Linked DNA regions of Mus musculus: region 2 is linked to region 1. The links are chromatin contacts, called in public Hi-C maps. All regions are on one chromosome and are shown on one strand. The core of a region is the stretch at or near the end of the contact, and the rest is flanking DNA. Distances in the headings are between cores, read along the strand shown. Region 1 overlaps Stk10 (serine/threonine kinase 10). Region 2 has its middle 31 kb from the start of Gm12111.

Region 1 (4,260 bases), core at 515-3,014:
TCCTTTTTCTTCTTAATTATTATTTTAAAAAACTTTATTTCTGTTCTACGAGTACAGGTGTTGTGTGTGCACTATGCACATGCAGTGGCTGTAGAGGCCAGAAGAGGGCAATGGATCCTATGGGACTGGGGTTATAGACAGTTGTGAGCTATCCTGTGAGCGCCAGGAATTGAACCTGCGTCCTCTAGATAAGAGACCAGTGCTCTTAACCACTAAACCATCTCTCCATCCCTGCTTTGGACTTTTTTTTTCCTTTCCTCCACTTATTAAAAGCAGCTTCCAGAGTGGCCAAGTCACTAGAATGAGGACAGGAGCTGTCCCTGACAGCTGTGTGACCTTGTGCTGGAGGCGCCTCTGGTCTTGGCTGTGGCAGCACATAGGGAGCTGTTTGCATGGCAGCTAGAGTCAGAGAGTGGCACCATAAATGGGTGTCCCTTTCAAGGGACGCCTCTAGTATCCCAGCCATGCTGTACCCCTAAGGGTTCCACAGCTTTCAAAATAACACCACACACCTGACCAGTAGCCTGGCCCACCATGATGGACTGAGATCCTCCACAACAAGGAGCCAGAAATGAATCCCTCCTCTACGATCCTTTTACTGGGTGTTGTCTCTGCAGCAAGAAGGGCAAGTACTAGCCATGCTAACGAGGGCTCTGTTTAGAGGGAAGACTGGAATCTGTTTACAGAGTTTGACTCGGGGAGTGGCAGAACCAGTAAGGTAGCCATTATCTGAGTGAATGGCGAGGCAGCTCCGAGAGTGGCCGCATGGAGGTGGTGCATTCTGGGCCTGTTCTGAAGGCAGAGGGAATCGTACTCATGATGAGAGAGGGGTGGAGAATGAGAGAGAGTGCCAGGCTGCCAGGGACGAGATGGGCAGCCATTGCAGAATGCACCTGAGGAGGGGGCTGAGGCTCAAGTGGCTCTGAGCATCCAGAGATATGCAGAGACAAAGGTCTGGGGTCAGGTCAAGTTCAGGGACTGAACTTGAGGCACGAAGCCAGGGGCCCCCACAGGCTGGCTGTGATCATTCCAGCAAACAGAAGGAACAGAGAGCCCAGAGCTCACCACAGTCATCAATTGTGCTAGGTGAACACGGCAGACAGGGAGTGAGCCGTTGGCTGTGGGGGTGGGGGTAGGGGTGAGGGTGGGAGTGGGAGTTGTCAAGAAAGAAGGTGCTAGCCCCGGCATGATGAGTGACAATCCTGAGCTCCCTGCTACCTCCAATCCATGAAAACTGCCGCTGAACTGTTAGTGAGCAGGGTCCGCCACACACAGACTTCCTGGCTACCTACCCGACCAAGGGAGAAACGGAGGCACAGAGGGAACTCCTCACACCCCTCCCTAATTTCAGATCCAGGTTACCAACTGCAGCAGGACACTGGCCAGGGACAATTGTGCAGACGAATGACTGAGCCACCAGCTCTAGTAAGTTTCGGTGGCTTGGCCACACAGGATACAAAAGGACAGGGATTAGCAGATACAGGGCTGAGGTGCCCACAGCCAAGATGTGCCCCAAGCTGCCATTCCAACCAGATGACCTTGGGCAAGGACTTCCCCTTTGAGCCCACTGTCCTCAGGTCTGGCAGACCCCTGTATCCCTCCCACCCTACATTTTAAGAGGTACTGGAGAAGCCCCAGCCCATTTGAGGGCACCTGGGTAAACTGAGGCAGACCTCCTCCCGCCCCCTCTGCCCTGTGCTCTTCCACTGCGCACTGAGAATCCCCTGGCAGACACTGCTTCAGCTAGGAAGTGGAATTCCTGGCTCCTGCCAAGGCTCCGGGTGACAGCTGGTCTCTGCCCTGACCATGTCAGGCAGGCCGGATACCCTGGCACGGGAGGTGCCATTTACAGGAAGCAACCGGTCCCAAGAGGCTTGGGGCCTTTGCACCTTACAGCAGCTCCGTCTCCCAAACAAACACGCCATGCTGAAAGTGGGCCTTGAGGAAGGCCACACATTTGATTTTGAACCAGAAGTGTGGAAGGAAAGTCAGAATCTCCCATGCGATGGATCCACTTCTGTTTTGTTTTTCTTTTTGAGAAAGGGTCTCTCTACATAACAGCTCTGGCTGGCCTGGAACTTGCTAAGCTCCTGGCTGGCCTTAAACTTGCAGTGATCCTCTTGCCTCTATGCAAAACCTTGTGTCTGTCCCAGGTGCTGGACTTAGAGGTGTGAGCCACCACATCTGAGTTCACCGGACACATGGAGCATTCCTCACATTGGGCACCGTACCTCACAGCCGGCTAAGAACTTGACCTTGCCGGTGCCTCTGAGGAACAATGCAACGAATCTCCCTCACCTGCAGCAGCTGTGCAGCACTGGGCCGGGTTTCTGGGTTCTTATCCAAGGCTATCTTCAGAAAGTCTCGGAACTCCACAGACCTGGAGGACAGGCGTAAGTAAGGAGTGAGCCACAGCCCGGGCACCGCACGCCCAGGGCTGGGTGTGTGGAGACAGGGTCCATGGGACAGCCTTCTTATCATGCACACCACTGTCCAGGACACAGACGTCTAAAAGGAACATAAGCAGGATGGGAATGAGCATGGCAGTGTCAGAATCTAAACCTAAGTCCCCATTCCCAGCCTGGCCATGTGGCTGATTGGGCTCTGATCCTATTCAATATGTTCCGGGACATAACGGGATCTCGTCCTGGCTAACTGGCCTTGCTCTCGTGTCTAAGGTTTTGTATAGTTCAGGAGGGCAGTTCAGAAAGGCCTGGAGGTGGCCCTCTCCTCCGTTCCCCCCATCCCCGACTTTAGAGTCCACTGTGCACACGCAGACCCAGCACCACACGTCTCTGGAGTGGCTTCCGACCCTCCAGGATTACACAGCTCTCCTTACCACTTGGAGGGTGTAAGCAGGGTAGGAGGGTCCGACTTGGCAATCTTGAGCAGGACCCGCATGGGGTTGAGCTCGTGGTGTGGGGGCTCGATCTGCGCCATCTCGATCAGCGTGATGCCCAAGGACCAGATGTCAGCCTTGTAGTCATAGGGGGCGTCCTTCATGGTTTCACACAGCACCACCTCAGGGGCCATCCTGAGCCAACCAAGGAACAATAAGGGCTAAGAATTGGGCCCCTGAGGATGCCGCTCGTAGCTTCAGCGTCTCGAACACCACCAGCACCACACTGGAGGTTTGGCAGTATTTGAAGCCATGATTTGAATTACTGGCATCCTATTGTCTTCCTCAAGGGTCTCGGCCCGCTGCAGTTCCTGGAGCCCGCCACAAGGTGGCAGCAGCCATCCAGAACAGAGTCCTGGGGAAGGGGCAGGTGGGTGAGGGCAGAGGGGCGAAGGTTCCAGCAAAAAACAAACAAGGTAGGACAGTGGGGTAGACAGAACAGGACATCACAGAGAGAAAGGGGGATGGGAGAGAAGAGAAAGGAATAACGGGAGGGGTGGGAGAGAAAGAGTTAAGAGTAGTAAGCAAGCAAGGAAGGGGCTGAACACCATGGCCAGTTGTAAAAACAGAACACAAAGTAATCAGGTGTGAAACTGAGTGAGAGCTTGGGCTTGGGGTGCCACCTGGATGCCTGCAGCCTGGATGCCTGCAGCCTGAGCCTGGATGCCTGCAGCCTGGATGCCTGAGGCTGGATTCCTGCAGCCTGAGGCTGGATTCCTGCAGCCTGAGCCTGGATGCCTGGATGCCTGCAACCTGAGCCTGGATGCCTGCAGCCTGGATGCCTGAGGCTGGATGCCTGAGCCTGGATGCCTGCAGCCTGAGGCTGGATGCCTAAGCCTGGATGCCTGCAGCCTGAGCCTGGATGCCTGCAGCCTGAGCCTGGATTCCTGCAGCCTAAGCCTGGATGTCTGAGCCTGAGCCTGGATGCATAAGCCGGAGATTGGATGCCTGAGCCTGAATGGATGCACTGCAGGTGTGGGAAGGTGGGGCCCAGCTCCACACATCTGCAGGCTGAGGCCAAAGCAAGACTTCAGGTGTCTTCCTCTACAAGAGAGCCCTCTTCTCATAGGTGGTTTTTATTTTAAGTTAGAGTTTTGAAAAAGGACAAGACACAACAGGCGTAAGAGAGGCCCAGGGAGATTTCTCATGAGGACAGGAAGTGAATTTACATTGTTCTCATGTACCCCGCCCATAGCCAGCACCCTAAACTCAGTACAAGTGTTAGACGAACCAAGAGCTGAAGCACCTTTTCAGGAATCCGGTTTAGTTTATTAGTGGGGTGCTTTCCACTGTAACCCCAGTTTACAGACGAGGGCGTGGGGAAGCTAAGCCACTTGTGCTAGGCGCAGGAGTACCCAGAA
Region 2 (4,260 bases), core at 557-3,056, 370 kb before region 1:
TATTCGTGGGCTTCATACCCCACAGTCTCTATCATGCTGCCCCGATGGGGCCACCTTGGAAACAACCCTCAGATACATTCCCTCTTCCGAATCCCATGAACTTGACCCCTCACCTAGTCCTCGTTCTTCCTTTGCCCCCAGACGATTACTGCTTGATCTCTCGGGCATTAATTCCCTCTTGCATCTCCCATAGCATCGGGCATTTAGCTGGCTTTGGCCTGAAATCTAGTCCCCAGAATGTTGGCATTCAAGGGTGATGGTAACTTTGGAGGTGGCCTGCTCCTTACCTTACCATCCTCTTCCTCCCAAACCTACACTGGTCACCACCCCATATGGAAGCACCCAGACCTTCCTTAAGAGGCACACATGGAGACTTCAGGCTAACCCACCTCTGCACCATGACTCCCCCAACAACATGCACACTCTTGTAGACTTGCCAATCTACCCATCCCAGTGGCACTAGGCTTGAGGGACTTTCCAGGTGAGCCTATAATAAGATTTCTCTTTTTAACTGCCCCCTGGCCATCTCTCAGGAATCTCTTCACAGGGCTGCCCCTCCCCTGAGGGTGCACAGTGTCAGCAACAAGGCCACCCATCTGTGGAGGGCTCTGATGAGGCCCTGTCCCGCTGAGCTCCTTCAATGGCTTCATAGTGGGATGCTTATTCAAGCCCCAGGGGCCCTTTTATAGGCTATGCTTTAGAAAGGGAAACTGAGGTTTCGATGCCAGAGCCTGGTCTTTACTGGGTGAAGCAAAGACAGTGACTTGAGGTCTAAAAGGACAGGCAAAATGACCCTGTGGGGTACCATAGAGCAGGAGAGTCTTCAGGGACAGACAAACATCAGCTGGATCAAGGATGTCGTCTGACCCAGACCAAGCTTTCCTGTCAGTGGGCTGCACCTCACCAACGCTTCTCTTGCTGAAGGTACAATAAGGCTTGTGGAAGAGGGGTCACAGTGACAGAGGAGGGGCATGAGTGCAGCCAGTCTAACCTCTCTTTGTCCCCTCTTCCCTTTCCCTACAGTTGGAATGAAACATTTCCCAGGCTCCTACCTACTGGATCCGAAGGCTAGTTGTTAGCAATATAGAGATAGCTGTTGAGGTGAATTGAGTTTGCTGGTGGCTGGGCCTGGCACATGGTGGTGGTGGTGTGTTCAGTAAGCAGAGCCTTAAATGACTAAATTAACAAGCAAAGGCCACGAGGGCCATAATGTAGCCCAGCTATAACACTGTGAGCACTAGGATTACCACATTTCCTTGGGACCTAAAGGGGTGGATAAATGTGACCCAAGCCTTGCGGGGGCATCTTGGCTATAACCATCATTGCTCCCATTTTGCAGAAAGAGGCACTGAGGCTCACAGAGAGTGCGAGACTAGCCTCATGCTCTGTGATTAGAAAGCAGTTCTCAGCCATTCTAAGAAATGAATTCAGCATATTGTGCATGTGGTGTGTGTGTGTGTGTGTGTGTGTGTGTGTGTGTGTGTGTGTGTGTGTTATACATAAAGAATGCTTTCCTTTTGATGTCTAGACAAGAGAAGTCTCCCTGAGAAGGTCACTCGTTGTAGATACCATCCGTTCTCCACAGGGCTTTGCCAGCTTCTGCTACATATTTACCAATATCCCACCACGTATGGATCAAGACTGCATCTTCCAATGGGCGGTAGGGAAAGGGCCACGCACACTTTGCAAGCCTGAAGCACAGAGCTGTTAGTAGGCTAAGGAGCTGGTTCCAGGCACCAGACTGGGTGAGCGCAGCATGGGCCCTTCCCAGCATCTGGTCCCCAGTCACATCCAAGGCACGGGAATGTCCCTTGTTTCCATAAGGGGGAGCCTGTGTGCAGGAGATCCCAGCCCAGCTAGAGCAATCAGAGTCCAGGGACCAATTCTGGCCAGAAGTGGACATTTTGGTGGCTCCAGTGGACATCTATCCTGAGGGGCAGCCGCGGGGTTCTAGTGAACAGCTTTCTCCCACTTACCTATGTGGAAAACCAGGGTAAATAAATGAGTGTAAGGCTGCATGTGGAAAGAACACAGCTTTGGAATTGACACATTTGAGACTCAAGCTGGCTTCATCAGGAGCACCGCATAGCCTTAGACCCCAGTTTTCTTATCTGTAAAATGGGGAGCCCTACCACCTTTAGAAACAGTTATATACAATTATGACAGTGCCTAGAGCATAATGAATATAAAACCAGAGGACTATGCTGATTGTGGACGGGATGTGCATAGAAGTCTTAGGAGCTGCACAGTGCGGGCTCACCCATCTGCAGCAGACCCTGCAGACAGAGAGAAGATGGGCCGGCATGCCAAGCTTGTGGCTGCAAATACAGAGCCACTACAGAGAGAAGAAAGGGAGGGAGGGAGGGAGAGGGAGAGGGAGAGAGTGCTTGGTTCCCTCCCTCAGATTCATCGCCTGCTCTTACTGATGCAGTGGCCTGACACACACACATTTAGCACAGTGAGACATACCAGGATCTTCATTCTCCACTCTCCACAGAGTTTTGGTCAACTTTTCAGCTTCTTTCCTGCCAAAAAGCAAACCCCATCCATCCCTATCCCTTGGGCTGGGAACAGCAGCCACGCAGCTTTGCTCTGCACAGACCTGGTCCTACCTTTAGGGCAGGATGCACAGCAGGTGCCTGTTGGCCTTCATTGCCTTCTCCACACTCATGGGCATTTTGTGTTGAGACAGGGCCTTATTATGTAGCTCTAGCTGAGCCTACCATGTAAACTACACTGGACTTGAATTTGTGTCATCCTCTGTCTGAGATTACAGATGAGCACCACCAGAGAGATAGCTGGTATGTGACTCCTGTGAGGGTCTAAGATCTGAGAACCACTGCCTAAGGCATTTCTACCACCTACATTCTACTATACCCCAAAGTGTCTCCCACCTATGTCCTTCTATTCCCCAAGAAATCCCCCAGCTATGTTTTACTGTCCCTTAAGGCACTCCCATCAGTGGTCTCTGTCTAGCCTTTCAATGGCTGTTCCAAGTTAAATACACAAAACTAGAGATTCAAAGCTAAGATCCATGGTGGCAGAAACAGCAGGAGCAACAGCTGAGAGGTCAGATCTTGATCTGCAGGCACTAAAGGGAGAAAGAGAGAGAAAGAGAGAGAGAGAGAGAGAGAGAGAGAGAGAGAGAGAGAGAGAGAGAGAGAGGCAGACAGAGAGACAAAAAAACCAAAGGGTACAGCACAAGTCTTTTGAAACCTCAACACCTGTCCCCAGTCACACATCTTATCCAAGACCATACTTCCTGACCCTTCCACCAGCTGAGAAGCATCTATTCAACTATATGAACCTACGGGGCCATTCCCAGTCAGAGCAGCACAGAGATCTAAGATGACCTCTGAAAAGCCTGGAAACAAACTGCCTCCTGACTGTGTGCCACTCCCAGGCGTATTCCCAAGGATTCTGGGTCCTACTGCAGAGATGCTCGCTTCTTCAGGTTCACTATTCACATGACCATGACCTTTGCTGGGTGTAATCTTGACTTTGAGAAGTGGTTGGGGGGCAGGGGCGGGGGTGTCTCCTCAGCCTAGCCACTGAGCTGGGCATACCCAGTTATATCCAGTCCAGCTTCTATTGCATAGTGTGCTCTTACTGGGAAAGGGTTTATTGTTGCTTCATAGAATAAGAGAGGGTGACAATTCAAGACGGTCATTTTGTTTGTTCTGTTTTGAGGAGGCCATTTATCCAGCTGTCTCATCTTTACAATTTGCTTCAAATACCAACCCCCTGTCCAAAAGTCCACATGGAGTTTGCTGGCAACTTCTCGTGTAGTTTGGTAAGATGCTCTACGGTTGTTCTCTGTTGGTCCTTGCCAACTTCTGATGCCACACACACCGCTGCATAACTCATCTTCAAGACTCTCATCTCATCTCCTTTGCAGGCTTTTTTTTTTTTTTTAAATGTCAGAGCTCCCACATCTGGACACTGCTGTGAAAGGGGTTAAGTTCTAGCATATGGTGACTGAAGGACTTGATCATCTGTGGCTAGTGGCAAGTCCTTTACATTTAAATTTTAAATTATGTTATTTTATGTATATGGTGTTTGCTGGAATGCATGCCTGGGGACCATGTGCATACCTGGTGCCAGTGGAGACCAGACAAAGGTTTGGATCCACTGTAGCTGGAGCCACGAATCATTTCGAGCTTCCGAATAGGTGCTGGGAATCAGGCCCAGGTCCTGTAGAAGAGCAGCTGGTGATCTTAACTGCTGAGCCACCTCTCCAACTCCAGCAATAATTTTATA

Evidence for each region. Hi-C and Micro-C count contacts between places; a contact is called where the count stands out from the background.
Region 2: a Hi-C map of cerebellum shows a contact between it and region 1, with 5 times the contacts expected there. The contact joins two enhancer-like sites. A contact is called at or near these places in 2 of 484 Hi-C or Micro-C datasets (both in cerebellum).

The regions. Positions count from the first base shown.
Region 1 is chr11:32,587,530-32,591,789 of GRCm38.p6, reverse strand. Stk10 (serine/threonine kinase 10) reads right to left here. Exons shown (of 19, transcript NM_009288.2): 6 at 2,840-3,034; 7 at 2,299-2,380. Among named protein-coding and RNA genes, the nearest start is that of Fbxw11, 53 kb to the left of the region's middle. Within about 2 kb of position 1,764, at least 5 of the 459 cell types and tissues checked have an H3K27ac peak or open chromatin away from gene starts, as enhancers often do. A contact at or near this core is called in cerebellum, where this site is marked.
Region 2 is chr11:32,954,722-32,958,981 of GRCm38.p6, reverse strand. No RefSeq gene overlaps it. Among named protein-coding and RNA genes, the nearest start is that of Gm12111, 31 kb to the right of the region's middle. Within about 2 kb of position 1,806, at least 4 of the 459 cell types and tissues checked have an H3K27ac peak or open chromatin away from gene starts, as enhancers often do. A contact at or near this core is called in cerebellum, where this site is marked.